Linked DNA regions of Sus scrofa: all the other regions are linked to region 1. Evidence: chromatin contacts called from public Hi-C and HiChIP or PLAC-seq data. All regions are on one chromosome and are shown on one strand. Each heading gives the region's core, a stretch centred on a gene start, on an enhancer-like site or on the middle of the called end of the contact. The rest is flanking DNA. Distances are from core to core; before and after follow the strand shown.

The links. Hi-C and Micro-C count contacts between places; a contact is called where the count stands out from the background. HiChIP or PLAC-seq counts read pairs in DNA pulled down with a chosen protein or histone mark.
Region 2: a Hi-C map of alveolar macrophages shows a contact between it and region 1, with 2.9 times the contacts expected there. The contact joins the promoter of TBC1D4 here to the enhancer-like site in region 1. A contact is called at or near these places in 2 of 5 promoter capture datasets (fetal liver and liver), 18 of 47 Hi-C or Micro-C datasets (alveolar macrophages, blood, brain and 12 more) and 2 of 2 datasets of contacts at active chromatin or transcription factors (alveolar macrophages and skeletal muscle).
Region 3: a contact with region 1 is called in an H3K27ac HiChIP or PLAC-seq map of alveolar macrophages. The contact joins two enhancer-like sites. A contact is called at or near these places in 2 of 2 datasets of contacts at active chromatin or transcription factors (alveolar macrophages and skeletal muscle).
Region 4: an H3K27ac HiChIP or PLAC-seq map of alveolar macrophages shows a contact between it and region 1. The contact joins two enhancer-like sites. A contact is called at or near these places in 1 of 47 Hi-C or Micro-C datasets (embryonic fibroblasts) and 1 of 2 datasets of contacts at active chromatin or transcription factors (alveolar macrophages).
Region 5: a contact with region 1 is called in an H3K27ac HiChIP or PLAC-seq map of alveolar macrophages. The contact joins two enhancer-like sites. A contact is called at or near these places in 1 of 5 promoter capture datasets (skeletal muscle), 9 of 47 Hi-C or Micro-C datasets (brain, embryonic fibroblasts, heart right ventricle and 4 more) and 2 of 2 datasets of contacts at active chromatin or transcription factors (alveolar macrophages and skeletal muscle).

Annotation. Positions count from the first base shown.
Region 1 is chr11:47,578,149-47,580,848 of Sscrofa11.1, forward strand. All of the region lies in intron 11 of TBC1D4 (TBC1 domain family member 4), which reads right to left. Among named protein-coding and RNA genes, the nearest start is that of TBC1D4, 180 kb to the right of the region's middle. Within about 2 kb of position 1,338, at least 1 of the 83 cell types and tissues checked has an H3K27ac peak or open chromatin away from gene starts, as enhancers often do. A contact at or near this core is called in alveolar macrophages, where this site is marked.
Region 2 is chr11:47,759,658-47,762,357 of Sscrofa11.1, forward strand. It overlaps TBC1D4 (TBC1 domain family member 4), which reads right to left and starts at 1,271. Exons shown (of 20, transcript XM_021065670.1): 1 at 1-1,271. The coding sequence starts at 397.
Region 3 is chr11:47,792,532-47,795,231 of Sscrofa11.1, forward strand. COMMD6 (COMM domain containing 6) reads right to left here. Exons shown (of 4, transcript NM_001267850.1): 4 at 2,579-2,700. Among named protein-coding and RNA genes, the nearest start is that of COMMD6, 25 kb to the right of the region's middle. Within about 2 kb of position 1,325, at least 3 of the 83 cell types and tissues checked have an H3K27ac peak or open chromatin away from gene starts, as enhancers often do. A contact at or near this core is called in alveolar macrophages, where this site is marked.
Region 4 is chr11:47,716,575-47,719,274 of Sscrofa11.1, forward strand. All of the region lies in intron 1 of TBC1D4 (TBC1 domain family member 4), which reads right to left. Among named protein-coding and RNA genes, the nearest start is that of TBC1D4, 43 kb to the right of the region's middle. Within about 2 kb of position 1,352, at least 16 of the 83 cell types and tissues checked have an H3K27ac peak or open chromatin away from gene starts, as enhancers often do. A contact at or near this core is called in alveolar macrophages, where this site is marked.
Region 5 is chr11:47,810,070-47,812,769 of Sscrofa11.1, forward strand. All of the region lies in intron 2 of COMMD6 (COMM domain containing 6), which reads right to left. Among named protein-coding and RNA genes, the nearest start is that of COMMD6, 7.1 kb to the right of the region's middle. Within about 2 kb of position 1,437, at least 3 of the 83 cell types and tissues checked have an H3K27ac peak or open chromatin away from gene starts, as enhancers often do. A contact at or near this core is called in alveolar macrophages, where this site is marked.

The sequences.
Region 1 (2,700 bases), core at 88-2,587:
AGTCATCAGAAGCTCACCTGTTTCTACTCATTCCACAGCAGCCCACCACTCCAAGTTCTAACCTGAGCAAAAGTAGTATTTATACAAAGGAGTGAAGGCTGGAGTTCCCGTAGTGGCACAGTGGTTAACGAATCTGACTAGGAACCATGAGGTTGCAGGTTCGATCCCTGGCCTTGCTCAGTGGGTTAAGGATCTGGCATTGCCATGAGCTGTGGTGTAGGTCACAGACGCAGCTCGGATCGCAAGTTGCTGTGGCTCTGGCGTCGGCCAGCAGCTACAGCTCCGATTGGACCCCTAGCCTGGGAACCTCCATATGCCGAGGGAGCGGCCCTAGAAAAGGCAAAAAAAAAGAAAAAAAGAAAAAAAAATGAGTAAAGGCTGATTAACTAATGAATCCATGCTTTGCTAAAAAAACCTAAAATTAGTAGTATATTCAAAACAATGTAAATATTTCAAGAAAGGCTCCTGAGGAGCTTTTCGTATAGCTCTTTTGGGATGGGCTAACAAGATAGCTTCTAGTCTTCTGTAACTGTTAACCATCTCCAAAGTGTTACCTACCCATAGCTGAATCACGACAGAAAGAAACCTGAACAAAGGCAGAATGGTCAACCTTGGGATTATTATTTCTGTTTTCTGGCTGCACCTGCATCATGCAGAAGTTCTCGGGCCAGGGATTTAACCCACGCCACAGCAGCGACCTGAGCCACTGCACTGTCAGTGTCAGATCCTTAACCTGCTGAGCCACACAGGAACTCCAACCATGGGATTATTGTGAGGTGATATATTAAAGAAAAAAGTGTGGCCAATAAGATTGGATAGGTTACATTTTAAAATATTAAACACAAAGTTTTTAATGGCTGTTGTGGCTCAGTGGGTTAGGGACCCAACCTTGTCTCTGTGACATATGGGTTTGTGCCCTGGCCTCACTCAGTGGGTTAAGAATCTGGCCTTGCTGCAAGTTGCAGCATAGATCTCACATGCAGCTTGGATCTGGTGTTGCTGTGGCTGTTGTGTAGGCCTCATCTGCAGCTCTCAACTGACCCCTAGCCTGAGAACTTCCAGATGCTGCAGGGGAAGCTGTAAAAATAAAAAATAAAATAAAATAAAATAATTAAACAGATTTCTTTAGAGCAAGACTACCTAGAGATTGTAATACGCTGGCATGTATTGTGACTCTCCAAAGGGAAATAGTATACAGAAATTTCCTAACTTAAATTATTTGACCCCAGAATCACCTTCCTTTTTTTTTTTTTTTTTTTTTTTCAGAAGGGTTGGCAGTTGGGGATGTCACATCTTTCTATGTTAGTGCTTTGTAAAACAAACATGCAGAAATGCTGCTCTGCTCTAAGAATTTCATTTCTAGGAAAGAGCACTCTAAATGACACTGGGGCTATCTGCAAGAAAAGGTCATTGGGGGAGAAAAAAAAAAAGGTCATTATGACTCAAACTTACTTTTGAAACCAACACTATCAGCAGTCAAAATACCATGCAATGACTATTGCTACTTGTGGTGGGAATATTTTACCCTTTGTAAATTTTGTTTGTTTGTTTTTCTTTTTAGAGCTGTACCTGCAGCATATGGAAGCTACTGGTCTAGGGGTCAAATCAGAGCTGCTGCTGAGGCCTATACAACAGCCACAGCAGTGCTAGATCCAAGCTGCATCTGTGACCCATGCCACAGCTCGCAGCAATGCCAGATCCTTAATTCACTGAATGAGGCCAGGGATCAAACCTGAATCCTCAAGGACACTATGCTGGGTTCTTTTAAGTTTTAAAGCCTTTGAGCTTTCCTGAGAGAATGATGAAGATAATATTTACAGGAGATGACACCAATGAGTGAAGGCACAGAACTTCTGATGGAGCCAGGAAGTGTTCGTAGTTAGGGCAGAAGTGAAATTCAGCTGGAAAAGCCATAGCCCTGCTCAGGTACCCAGAGGAACTCACTAGGGCGGAGGCAACCAAAAGTCAGAAAAGCAATTCAGCCCTCGTCTGTGATATGTTTATTTATTTTGTGTATCCACACTCACAGTTATCAGGTAATTCAGTTATTTCTAATCTTGGTATTTTCTGAAACTACTGCTTTGGGGTTAGCTAAATTAAGGTTAAGAAAAAGACATACTGGGAGCTCCTTCATGGCTCAGTGGTTAACAAACCTGACTAGGATCCATGAGGATAAGGGTTTGATCCCTGGCCTCGATCAGTGGGTAAAGGATCTGGTGTTGCCGTGAACTGTGGTATAGGTCAAAGACGCAGCTTGGATCTGGCATTGCTATGGCTCTGGCATAGGCTGGCAGCTACAGCTCCAACTGGACCCCTAGCCTGGGAACTTCCATATGCCACAGGTGCGGCCCTGAAAAGCAAAGAAAGAAGGAAAGAAGGAAGGAAGGAAGGGAGGGAGGGGGGAGGGAGGGAGGGAGGAAGGAAAGAAAGACAGACAGAGAAAGAAAGAGAAAGAAAGAAAGAAAGAAAGAAAGAAAGAAAGAAAGAAAGAAAGAAAGAAAGGGACATACCTTTGAGCTACTAAACAGACAGCAAGTGACATGCTCTATTATGATGCTTCAGAAAGTAGCTGATACACACATTCCAATATAGTCAAACCCACTTTGTTATGTATCCTGGATAAAGTTCTAACCCTCACATGTGTCCACGGTTCAAAACTCTGCAATACTGAATGAGTATGTCCACCTTCGCTTCCACTTT
Region 2 (2,700 bases), core at 21-2,520, 180 kb after region 1:
TATTGTGGATGAAACGCGAGATGTGCTGCGCCTTGTGCTCGAAGATGAACACGGCCGGGTTGGGCTGAGCGGTCGCGGGGCAGGAGGCCCCCACGGCCCCGGCGCCCGGCGCGGGGACGCAGCGCAAGAAAGGCGCGCTGAGCACCAGGAGCACCTCGCGGGGCGCCGGCGCCCCGCAGCCGCCCGCCTCGGGCTTCTGGCTGCGCCGGCGGATCTCGGCCATTAGCCAGGGCAGCATGGGCAGCGTGGTCCTGCGGTCCAAGCACGACCCCCCCACGTACCACAGCCGGAACCGCTTGTCGCCCGGTTTCCCGGGGCCCAGCTGTGCAGGAGCGCCCGGCTCGGGCTCCAGAGGGTGCGGGAATGGCTCATCCTGAATGCAGCTGGGGGGCTCCATAACTCGCACCTCCCGAGGGCACCGAGACGGTCGGATAGGCGTGCCGCGCGCCCAGCTCTCGCGTTGAAGCGCGCCGAAACTGTGCCAATTGCAGCGTCGGGCCCCTGCGCCCGCCTTGGCGAGACCCCGAACTCCGCGCTTCAGCGGCCCTGCCCCATGCGGCACTACCCCGGGCGCGGCTCCCAGGCTCCGGCGGCGGGCACCCGAGGAGCGCCAGGCAACAGGACTGGCAGGAGAGGGCGGGTTAAATCGTCATCCTCCTTTCTCCAGCTTGCGCCGAGGGCCGGACCTCCCCTTCCTCGTCCGCGACTCCTCTGGGTCGGAAGACCACGCCGAGGGCCCCGCGCCGCCGCAGGTCGCCGTCCGCTCCAGCGCTGCAGAGCCGCTGCGGCCGCCGTGCTCGCCCCGGGCGGGCACTGGGAGGCTGGCTGGGCGGGGAATGGGCTGTGGGCGGGAGGGGATGACTTGGGGCGGAGCTGACTCCCACCAGGGTGACCGGCTGTCACCTGGAAGGTCGGGGCCGCGGAGCTTCGGCGGGATCGGTACTCAGCGAGGGCCTGTGAGAACTCTTTCGCTGGAAAATAACAAAAACAAAACGTGGCCTCGCGGGGGCCGCGCCTCCTCCAGTCGCCGCAGCCCAGCTCGCTGCTCCTCCTCCAACTGTTCCCGTCCCTCCCTCGCTCCTTCCTTCCTTCCAGGCTGCTGCTTTAATCCGGCTGCCACCCCGCCTCCCGTCCGGCGGGCAGAGAGCGTGTCCATAAAAGCTTATCTGTGAATTCACCTCTACGCCTCTTTCTCTGCCCAGGCCCCAGACCGCCCCTCCAATCCGCCCCTCGGGCAGCAGTCTTGCGCCTGGCGCCGGCAGTGCCCGGACCAACTCGGCTTTTCTAGAGTCGCCGAGATCTCCAGCTTCTTCTGGGCATCTCTGCTGCCCCCTGGAGGAGGGGGGGCACTCGCAATGGGGCAATGGGACTTTTTTAAAAAATCATACTTGCTTGGTTTCAATTCTTTTTAAAACCTGCACAATAATTTTTGAGTCTTATATCTTAATAATCTCAAAAAATAAATTACGAAATCATGATGAATTTTTTTCCACTGCAAAAGAAATCTATGATTTTTTTTTATTAGCACTTACAGGGGCTTTGGTCATCCGAAAAAAAATATTTTTTCAGAAAAGGCTTTTTAGGTCTTTGTGTTTCAAGGCAAATGAACACTTGGTACATGGTTGGTTTTTTTTTTTTTTTTTTTGGTCTTTTTAGGGCTGCACCCTCGGCATATGGAGGTTCCCAGGCTAGGAGTTGGATCAGAGGGATAGCCACTGACCTACGTCACAGCCAACACCAGATCAGAGCCAGGTCTGCGACCTACACCACAGCTCAGGCATCGCTGGATGCTTGATCCACAGAGCAAAGCCAGGAATCCAACCTGCATTCACGTCAGATACTAGTCAGATTTCGTTTCTGCTGAGCCAGGAGGGGAACGCCCACGTATGATTTTGACCTCAAATACTGGTCAGGTCTACTACCTGGTGAACTAGAAGGGACTTGGTGGGCCTTTTCCTTCCTCCAGCCTCTCAAGGCTCTTGGTAGATTGTCTCTTTGATGACATACTCTTAAACCTCTGTAATGTGTGAGGATATTACAATAGTAAAGCGTGCTCCATCATTTCCTATTCAAACTTTTTTGGCGCTTAGGATCAGGTAGGTTGTCTAACTAAACTCACCTGACAGGTTTTACAATACTCACAAAGACAACATGTCACAAAATATAGCTTTCTTCCTATGTCTCACTGAGATATTCAAGTTTCAAAATACAGGCCCAACAATCTTCCATCTCCAACTACAATCTCATTCCTTCATTGTTCAGGAGCTACATGCAAGTAGTGCCTTCCCCTGCACCTCTCAAGTTGGAAGATTCTGACCCCAAGTCTTCTCATGGGTCTGCCAAGGTCCCAGAAAACAATCAGGTCACATGGGTAACAGCAAAGTACAAGACCCACCATTTCCAAAACAGGACAAAGTAACAAAAATAAACACGAGCACTGAAACAACTTTAAAGTCCCCTATCCCTTATGAGAGTATTTTTCCAGCAAAAATTATTTTTCAAGAACCAAATGCACTGAACAATCTACACTTATATCAAGGTCACCAAACACGTATCCTCAGAGAGACTGTTACATGGTGGTAAAAACGTACACAAACAGGATAGAGAAAAGGACAAGCTGTTTCGATTTCTCCAGGTGTCAGCCCATCCTTACTAGCTGACCAGGGTCTATCAGCTGTGAACCCTTAGGGATGATTTGCT
Region 3 (2,700 bases), core at 75-2,574, 210 kb after region 1:
GGGTTAAGGATCCAGCTTTCCTGTGATCTGTGGTATAAATTGCAGATGCAGCTCGGTTCCTGTGTTGCTGTGGCTGTGGTGCAGGCTGGCAGCTGTAGTTCCGATTCAACCCCTAGCCCGGGAATCTCCATATGCTGCGGGTGCAACCCTAAAAAGCCAAAAATTTAATTAATGAGACTATTTTGCCTTCTTTCCACATAAATCTGACATGTATGTTAACCTGTCTGAAGAGCAGAATGTATGAAAATATCTGGGTTTTGCTTGATGAGCTGGGGGCAAAGGATTTGTTTTTGGAAACTAAATGTTCATTAACATATTATCCAACTTGAGAATGATATTTTCCAAAAGTTTACATTTAGGTCAAGTGTTTGATACTTGAAACACATTTTCCCACAGAAATGCTATAAACAGTGGTTAATTCCCAGGTCAGCCCAGTGAAACTCATTAAATTCCTAAGAAGCAAAATAAACATTCTCAAAGAGAATAGTACAAAACTTAGGAAAACAGCTTGCCTTTTAAATTCAAAAGATAAACATGCAATTTAAATTTATTCTCATCAGGAGTTCTTGGCGCAGCGGAAACGAATCCGACTAGGAACCATGAGGTTTGATCCCTGGCCTCGCCATGAGCTGTGATGTAGGTCGCAGACCTGGCTCGGATCTAGTGCTGCTGTGGCTGTGGTGTAGGCTGGTGACTGCAGCTCCAATTGGACCCTTAGCCTGGGAACCTCCATATGCCACGGGTATGGCCCTAAAAAGACAAATAAATAAATAAATAAATAAATAAATAAATAAATTCTCATCAAATCCACCACCCATTGTTTGAGCCAGGGGCTTACTTTGGGCCTCTTTGCATATAACCTTACATACTACAAATGAGGGAGGGGGTAGGTGGGAGAAGCGGGGGAGTAGTGGGTGTTACACTTGGGTGGGTGGAAGATGGAGAGATCCTGAGTGCAGTCTGGGAAGGCAAGTGTGGTTTGGACTCAGATTGGGCGGGCAGGTTCCGCCTCTAATATGGGGTGGGGAGGGGCAATGACGTCGGTACCCCACGGGATGGAGGGAGGGATGGAAAGGGAACTTCATTTTCTCATAATCCCAGAAGGTTTAATGTGCTACTGGGCAGAGGGGGGGTAATGGATATGCCTGTGGGCAGTTGGGAAGCATGCAGGACCAGTGCGCTCACTCTTCATGGGATCTGAGTACCCGGGGCGGTGGGAGGGCTGGGGGGAGCGGGGTGGGGGGTGGAGGGGACAGCAACCAGCAGTGGACCTGCGCTTCCCACAGCACTGTGTTGCCGAGCAGAGGACTCAGAGAGTGGATTCACACAGGAGACCTGCGGAAATGCTGACAGGATGTGAAGAGAGCTCTCTTCCCAACACAGAGGGTCAGAAGAGGAAGTAGAAATGAAGTCTCTTGCAGTAATGCCACGCAAAATGTTATACCCAGCTGGGGGCATGGGTGGTGGTGGGGGGGGTGTCACCATGTCTATAGCACAGCGACACCGACGTTTGATGCGTTTTCGGTGTGTCTATCCTCATTTGGGGGCAGGGTTCACAAAAAATCCTGCTTCTAAATACTACACATTTGCGAAAATAAGAAAACGTCACCCCGTAAGAACTATAAGAAATCTTCAAAAGCATACTTAAAAACAAATATTTTAAGAAATTTTCAAAAGCATACTTAAAAGCAAATATTTTAATCAAGTATTTTTTAAAACCATGATACATATTTTTTATAATGCACAATGGACTTAATAAAATTTTAACTGATCCTCTTCACCAATGCTTATAACTTAGTAGACATTACTTCTTAATTTTCCACTATATATGGAATTCAAATATATATGAATGCATTTTTAGTCTTATAAAGCAATATGGATAATACCTGTTGTCAATACATATTGATAATGGCAGGTGTATGATATAACAGATATGGCATTATTCACCATTTCTTTATTGACTGCTATTCACTTTCCTTTATTTTGCTTTTTTGCCACTGGAAATGGTACAATAAATATCTTCATATAAATATCTTGTGTGGCTCAAGTTTAAACACTCCAAAAATCTTACCAGCTTACCACAGTAAGTTTGTTTCTAGCTCACATCACTGCCTGGTGCAAAATCAGGCTGCTAGCACGAGGAGCTGGCCTCCAATCGTAATTCAGGGATTCATCTTATGGTTTCACTACCTCAGATTCCTTCATTTCCAGCAGCCAACATGGCAGAGAGCTTGGAAGACAAGGAAAGATTTATGACAAAGACTGGATGTGGCTTGGGGCACTTCTGCACAGATTTCACTGGCTACAACCCAATCACAAGCTCCCAACCTAACTGCAAGGGAGGCTAGGAAATGCAGTCTTCCTGTATGCCCCAACAGGAACTGGATGAACGGTTAGCCAGTTTTGCAAATATTTTTACATATTGGTGGCTTTATTCCAAAGCATCTATTTCTAGACTGAAATTTCCGATTGTGAAATTTCTACATGGCATGTACGTGTATCTTCCTGCAAAAAGAACAAAATAACCCTTATTTCTGTCAGCAGAACAGAAATACTCAGCGCTATTCTTTTTTTTTCTTTTTCAGCCACAGCCACAGCATATGGAAGTTCCCGGGCCAGGGATCAAATCCGAGCCGCAGCTGCAACCTACACCACAGCTATGGCAACGTGGGATCCTTAACCCATTGTGTCACAGTGGGA
Region 4 (2,700 bases), core at 102-2,601, 140 kb after region 1:
TAAGCAACCTCATGTCAAAAATGTCAGGAGGAAGTGGTATTAGTTTTTGCCACGTGAAAACCATGTCACATTTAACCCTTAAACTCTCCGTTTTCTCTTCTGTGAAACAGGGCTACTAATAAAACTCATCCACAGAATCATCTTAGAAGTAAATAAAATGTTCCGTAGAGCATCTAGCACGTAATTAAGTTGGATACACATTAGTCACTGTGGTTGTCATGTTATTATTAAGAAGGTCTTCATAATCCTCAGTAATAAGACAGGGCAATGCTAGAAGACCCCAAAATAGAAGACAAGCGTAAAATCACTTATATTTGGTCCTGGAATGTAATGTAAAACTAACATTTAAATTAGAGTATGACTGATTTGGGGGGGGGAATAGCAAAAGATGACAGGAAAACAATGCAGATTTCCTATCCTTCCTATCCCATCAGAGCTGAGAACTATTTTCTGGGTCCTGGTCTCTGCTAAAAACAGCACACTGCAGAGAGACTGCTACCATACAACTTTTTTTTTTCTTTTTGTCTTTTTAGGGCGGCACCCAAGGCATATGGAAGTTCTCAGGCTAGGGGTCATAGCCGCCAGCCTATGCCACAGCCACAGCCACGCCAGATCCAAGCTGCATCTGCGACCTACACCACAGTTCACAGCAACGCCAGATCCTTAACCCACTGAGCAAAGCCAGGGATCGAACCTGCGTCCTCATGGATACTAGTCAGATTTTGTTTCTGCTGAGCCATGATAGGAACTCCTGCTATGGTACTATTGCTCTGCTTATTTTATGAAGGTTGCTTTACGGAGCTCCACTGGGCTTTTGTAAGTAACTACTTTGCTTCAGCTGAGAGGCCCCTAGTTGGATGTGGGCAGATGGAGAAGGGAAGACAGTGGCCAGGGTGTGTCACTGAAAAATAACTGTGGACCTGCCCTGTTCCCTGTTGAGTTTAACTATCAAGAAACTAAAAGGCTAGATTTGTCATAGCGTTTCTAAAGCCAACTAAAAGAACATAACAATTAGAATTACAGACACAAAGGCAGTTCGATTTGCCAGATGTCTGGTTTTAAACAAGATGAGGTTTGCACTTTCCATGTGAATTTATAAAGCGTCTCAGTGTTTCGGTTAGACTCATCTGAAAGTACTAAAGACAGCATTGCATAAAACAAAAACATAATTGTATTTAACTCAAAGCACCCTGCCAAGGGTGGGCAAGATCAAGTAAATGGCTGGACAAGCTCTCATTATAATGTGTCCAGAGTACAAAGGAGCTGGGTTTTCCTATCAGAGGACAATGGAGCACCAAGCAGACAGCTTTCCAGCCACCCTTCCAAAGCTGAAGTCACAGCTGAAGCAGCAGGAGAAGGACTGGTTCCTCTTCCCTTTTCCTTTTTTTTTTTTTTTTTTTTTAGGGCAGCACCCACAGCACATGGAGGTTCCAGGCAAGGGGTACAATCAGAGCTGCAGCCGCCAGCCTACACCCACAGCCACAGCAACTCAGGATCCGAGCCGCGTCTGGGACCTGCGCCACAGCTCATGGCAATGCAGGATCCTTAACCCACTAGGCAAGGCCAGGGATCGAACCGGCTGCCTCATGAATGCTAGCCAGGTTGGTTAACCACTGAGCCACGACAGGAACTCCCCTCTTCCCTTTTTCTACATCAGCGATTCCCAAGGAAGCGAAAAGGAAGAATGTACATCAGAACAAGCAGCGAGGCTCTGTCTCTCACCAACAGAGACAGTAAGCCTTGGTGGAGTTCCTGTTGTGGCGCAACAGGAATGAATCAGACTAGCATAGAGGGATGAGGGTTCGATCCCTGGCCTCGCTCAGTGGCTCCAGATCCGTCACTGCCATGAGCTGTGGTGTAGGTCACAGATGCAGCTCAGATCTGGCGTTGCTGAGGCTGTGGTGTAAGGCAGCGGCTACAGCTCTGATTCGATCCCTAGCTTGGGAACCTCCATATGCCTCGGGTGCAGCCCTAAAAAGCAAAAAAACAAAACAAACAAAAAAAAGAGATATGCCTTCTTCTACCCATACCTGAAAGCTCCCTCTTGTATTCGCCAGGGAGTCCTGTCCCTACTCAGAAGCACAGCCATGACAGTTGTGGAGTTTAATTGCAACGACAGAGACCAGGAAAGATAAGGCTGAAGGTATGACGTATCTTCACCTGCCTCACAAAGCACTTGAGACCCCTCTGGAATCCAGGCGGTGGGAATTACAAGAACATAGAGGCATGACAAGAGGGTAACTTCCGAAGTTTGTTTAATGTGTTTTATAAACAGATAAACTAGGAAAAAAACAAACACCTGAAAAAATCAGTAGCTGTTAAGAGTAACAGAGAACAAAGGCAAAGAAATCACTGATGTTAGTCATTCTAAGTACTCAAGGAACTCAAATAATATTGAGTTGCTGGGGGAAAGGTGGAAGAATGCGGTGGTAAAAATAAAATGGTGTTCCTCAGTTAAAAATAAAATACTGTGAACGTCAATTTAGAGGAGAGAATCATCAAGCGCAAAAGAGTAGAAAAAAGTACACCAAAAGTTGAATAATTTCACGTTGCAAATAAGAAGTCAAGTTTTGTTCATGTTTCATGTCTTTAGTTTCTTGAACACCTTGATGAAACATGGAATCTTGGGTGTGTAAAAAAAAAAAAAAACCATGGTGTATTTCCCAGCTTTTCTATAAGCCTCCTAAAGACTTACAACTC
Region 5 (2,700 bases), core at 187-2,686, 230 kb after region 1:
TGGGGCTACCATACTGGGTAGTGTCAACCCAGAACATTCCAACACTATTGGACAGTGCTGTGCTATACTCTATGCTAAGTACTTTATATATGCAGGAACTTATCATGGCATGAGTTATTAGCAAATTTTTACTTGAGAATTCATATTAGCTCTAGCATACGTGGACAAAGTTTGCTAAGTCATTAGCCTTCATCTTGTTTAATGGCAACTTCATTCATGCCTTGATTTTCTTTACTGCATTTATCAGGTTTTTTGTTTGTTTGTTTTTGCTGTTTAGAGCCACACCTGTGGCATATGCAAGTTCCCAGGCTAGGGGTAGAAAGAGAACTATAGCTGCTGGCCTACAACACAGCCACAGCAGCACCAGATCCGAGCTGTGTCTGCAACCTATACCACAGCTCACAGCAACGCTGGATCCTTAACCCACTGATCGAGGCCAGGGATCAAACCTCATGGATCCTAGTCGGGTTCGTTTCCACTGAACCACAAGGAGAACTTTACTTATCAGTTTCTAAAATTATCAGATTTACTTACTCATTACCTGTGTCGCCAAGGAAATGCAAATTCTAAGACAGCAGAGGATTTTAGTTACTCCTAAATCTATTAGAACATTATCTGATGTTCTAGTAAGTCAATGTTCAAATAAGTATTTGTTGAGCTAATACCTTCTGGAGTATGTGGTAACCTGTCTCCAAAGATAGCCTCCAACAAGTACTTCCACCTCTTTCTGTATGGACACCTCCCTTCTCACATCAAGAAGTAGGTCATGAGAGTTCCTGTTGTGGCTCAGCAGGTTAAGAATCCACTGTTGCCATGAGCTGTGGTGTAGGTTACAGATGAGGCCCAGATCCCGCTTTGCTGTGGCTGTGGTGTGGGCTGGTAGTTGCAGCTTTGATTCGACCCCTAGCCTGGGAACTTCCATATGCCTGCGTCCCTTTAAAAAAAAAAAAAAAAAAAAAAAAAAGGAGTTCCCGTCGTGGCACAGTGGTTAACGAATCCGACTAGGAACCATGAGGTTGCGGGTTCGGTCCCTGCCCCTGCTCAGTGGGTTAAGGATCCGGTGTTGCTGTGAGCTGTGGTGTAGGTCGCAGACGCGGCTCGGATCCCGCGTTGCTGTGGCTCTGGCGTAGATTGGCGGCTACAGCTCCGATTCGACCCCTAGCCTGGGAACCTCCATATGCCGCGGGAGCGGCCCAAGAAATGCCAAAAAGACCAAAAAAAAAAAAAAAAAAAAAAAAAATTAATTTCTAAAAAAAAAAAAAAAGCAGTAGAGCAAGAATCTGAACTGTCCCTGTTATTTGACCAGTAGACTATGGCAGAAGAGGTATTCTAGAATCTTTGATTCCAGGCCTTCCTTAAGAGAAGTGGAAGCATGTGCTTCCTTCTTCATGAGATGCTGGCTCTTGGACACTCCCTCTTGGAACCCAGCCACCATCATGGGAGCGGCTGTGTCAAGGAGAACCAAGGTGCTCCAATCACCAGCTCACGTGGCCCAGGGCATCACTAGCATGTGAGTGAGCCCTCTTCACTTCCAGCCCAACAAGGCTCCTCGATGTCTCAAGCCCCCAGCTGACGTGACAAGGAGCAGAAACCACCATCCAGCTAAGCCCAGTTAACCCAGAGACTCATAAGAGATAATTAAACAATTGTTTTAAATCACTAAGTTTGGGGTACTTTGTTACAAGGCAACAGATAACTAAAGCAGAGCAAACACAACGAGCCGAAAACAGCTTTGTTAATAAACTTACTATGGCATATGATTTATCAAAAATGAATTCTCAAAACTGTATAAGCTGAACCATATTAGATCACTGAAATTTTAGCAAATACAAATAATAAAAATTGTTCTGGGAGTTCCAGCTGTGTGGCAGAAACAAACCTGACTCATATCCATAAGGATGTGTGCTCAATCCCTGGCCTCAGTCAGTGGGTTAAAGATCTAGCATTGCCGTAAACTGTGTGTAGGTTGCAGACACGGCACGGATCTGTTGTTGCTGTGACTGTGGCTGTGGCCATGGCCGGCAGCTACAGCTCTGATATGACCCCTAGCCTGGGACCTTCCATATGCCGCAAGTGTGGCCCTAAAAACCGATTTAAAAATTCTTATTTGGTTAGTGTTAAGGTCTCCAGTAAAAATAATACAGAAAAGAAAGCCTTTCCCACTAAACACATTCACTACTAGAAAGTACACAGGACAACTGCCCTGCAGCATGAAACAAGTATCAATTTTCCCTCAAAACGTTTTTTATCCAAAGTTCAGGTCTACTAATGACCCCCATGTTCCAAGTGACTCGGGTCTGAAAATTCTGTCAGCTTGGATTTCTTTCTCCCTTATTCAAAACATATATGAACTGCTAGGTGCTCAAGATTTTATTTCAGCCAATGCCACTGACACTTACTCATTTCTTCTCAATCTCCCTGTCACTAACCTACTCAAAACCTTAAAAAACCTTGCCTTCAATTTTACAGCAGCCTCCTAATCAGTTTCTTGCCTATGGCCTTTTTCAGCTCCAATCCAGAGGCTAGACTCTAAACACTACATATAAATTGACCAAATCTAATATCACAGGTCAAAAACCGGTCATGTCTACTGCCTGAGGAACTAGTTACCAACCCTTCCCTTAGCACTGAAGGCATCGCACAACAGAGTCCCAAAGAGCTTTCCCACTCGTGCTCAGGCTGGACCCATCCCTTTAAACT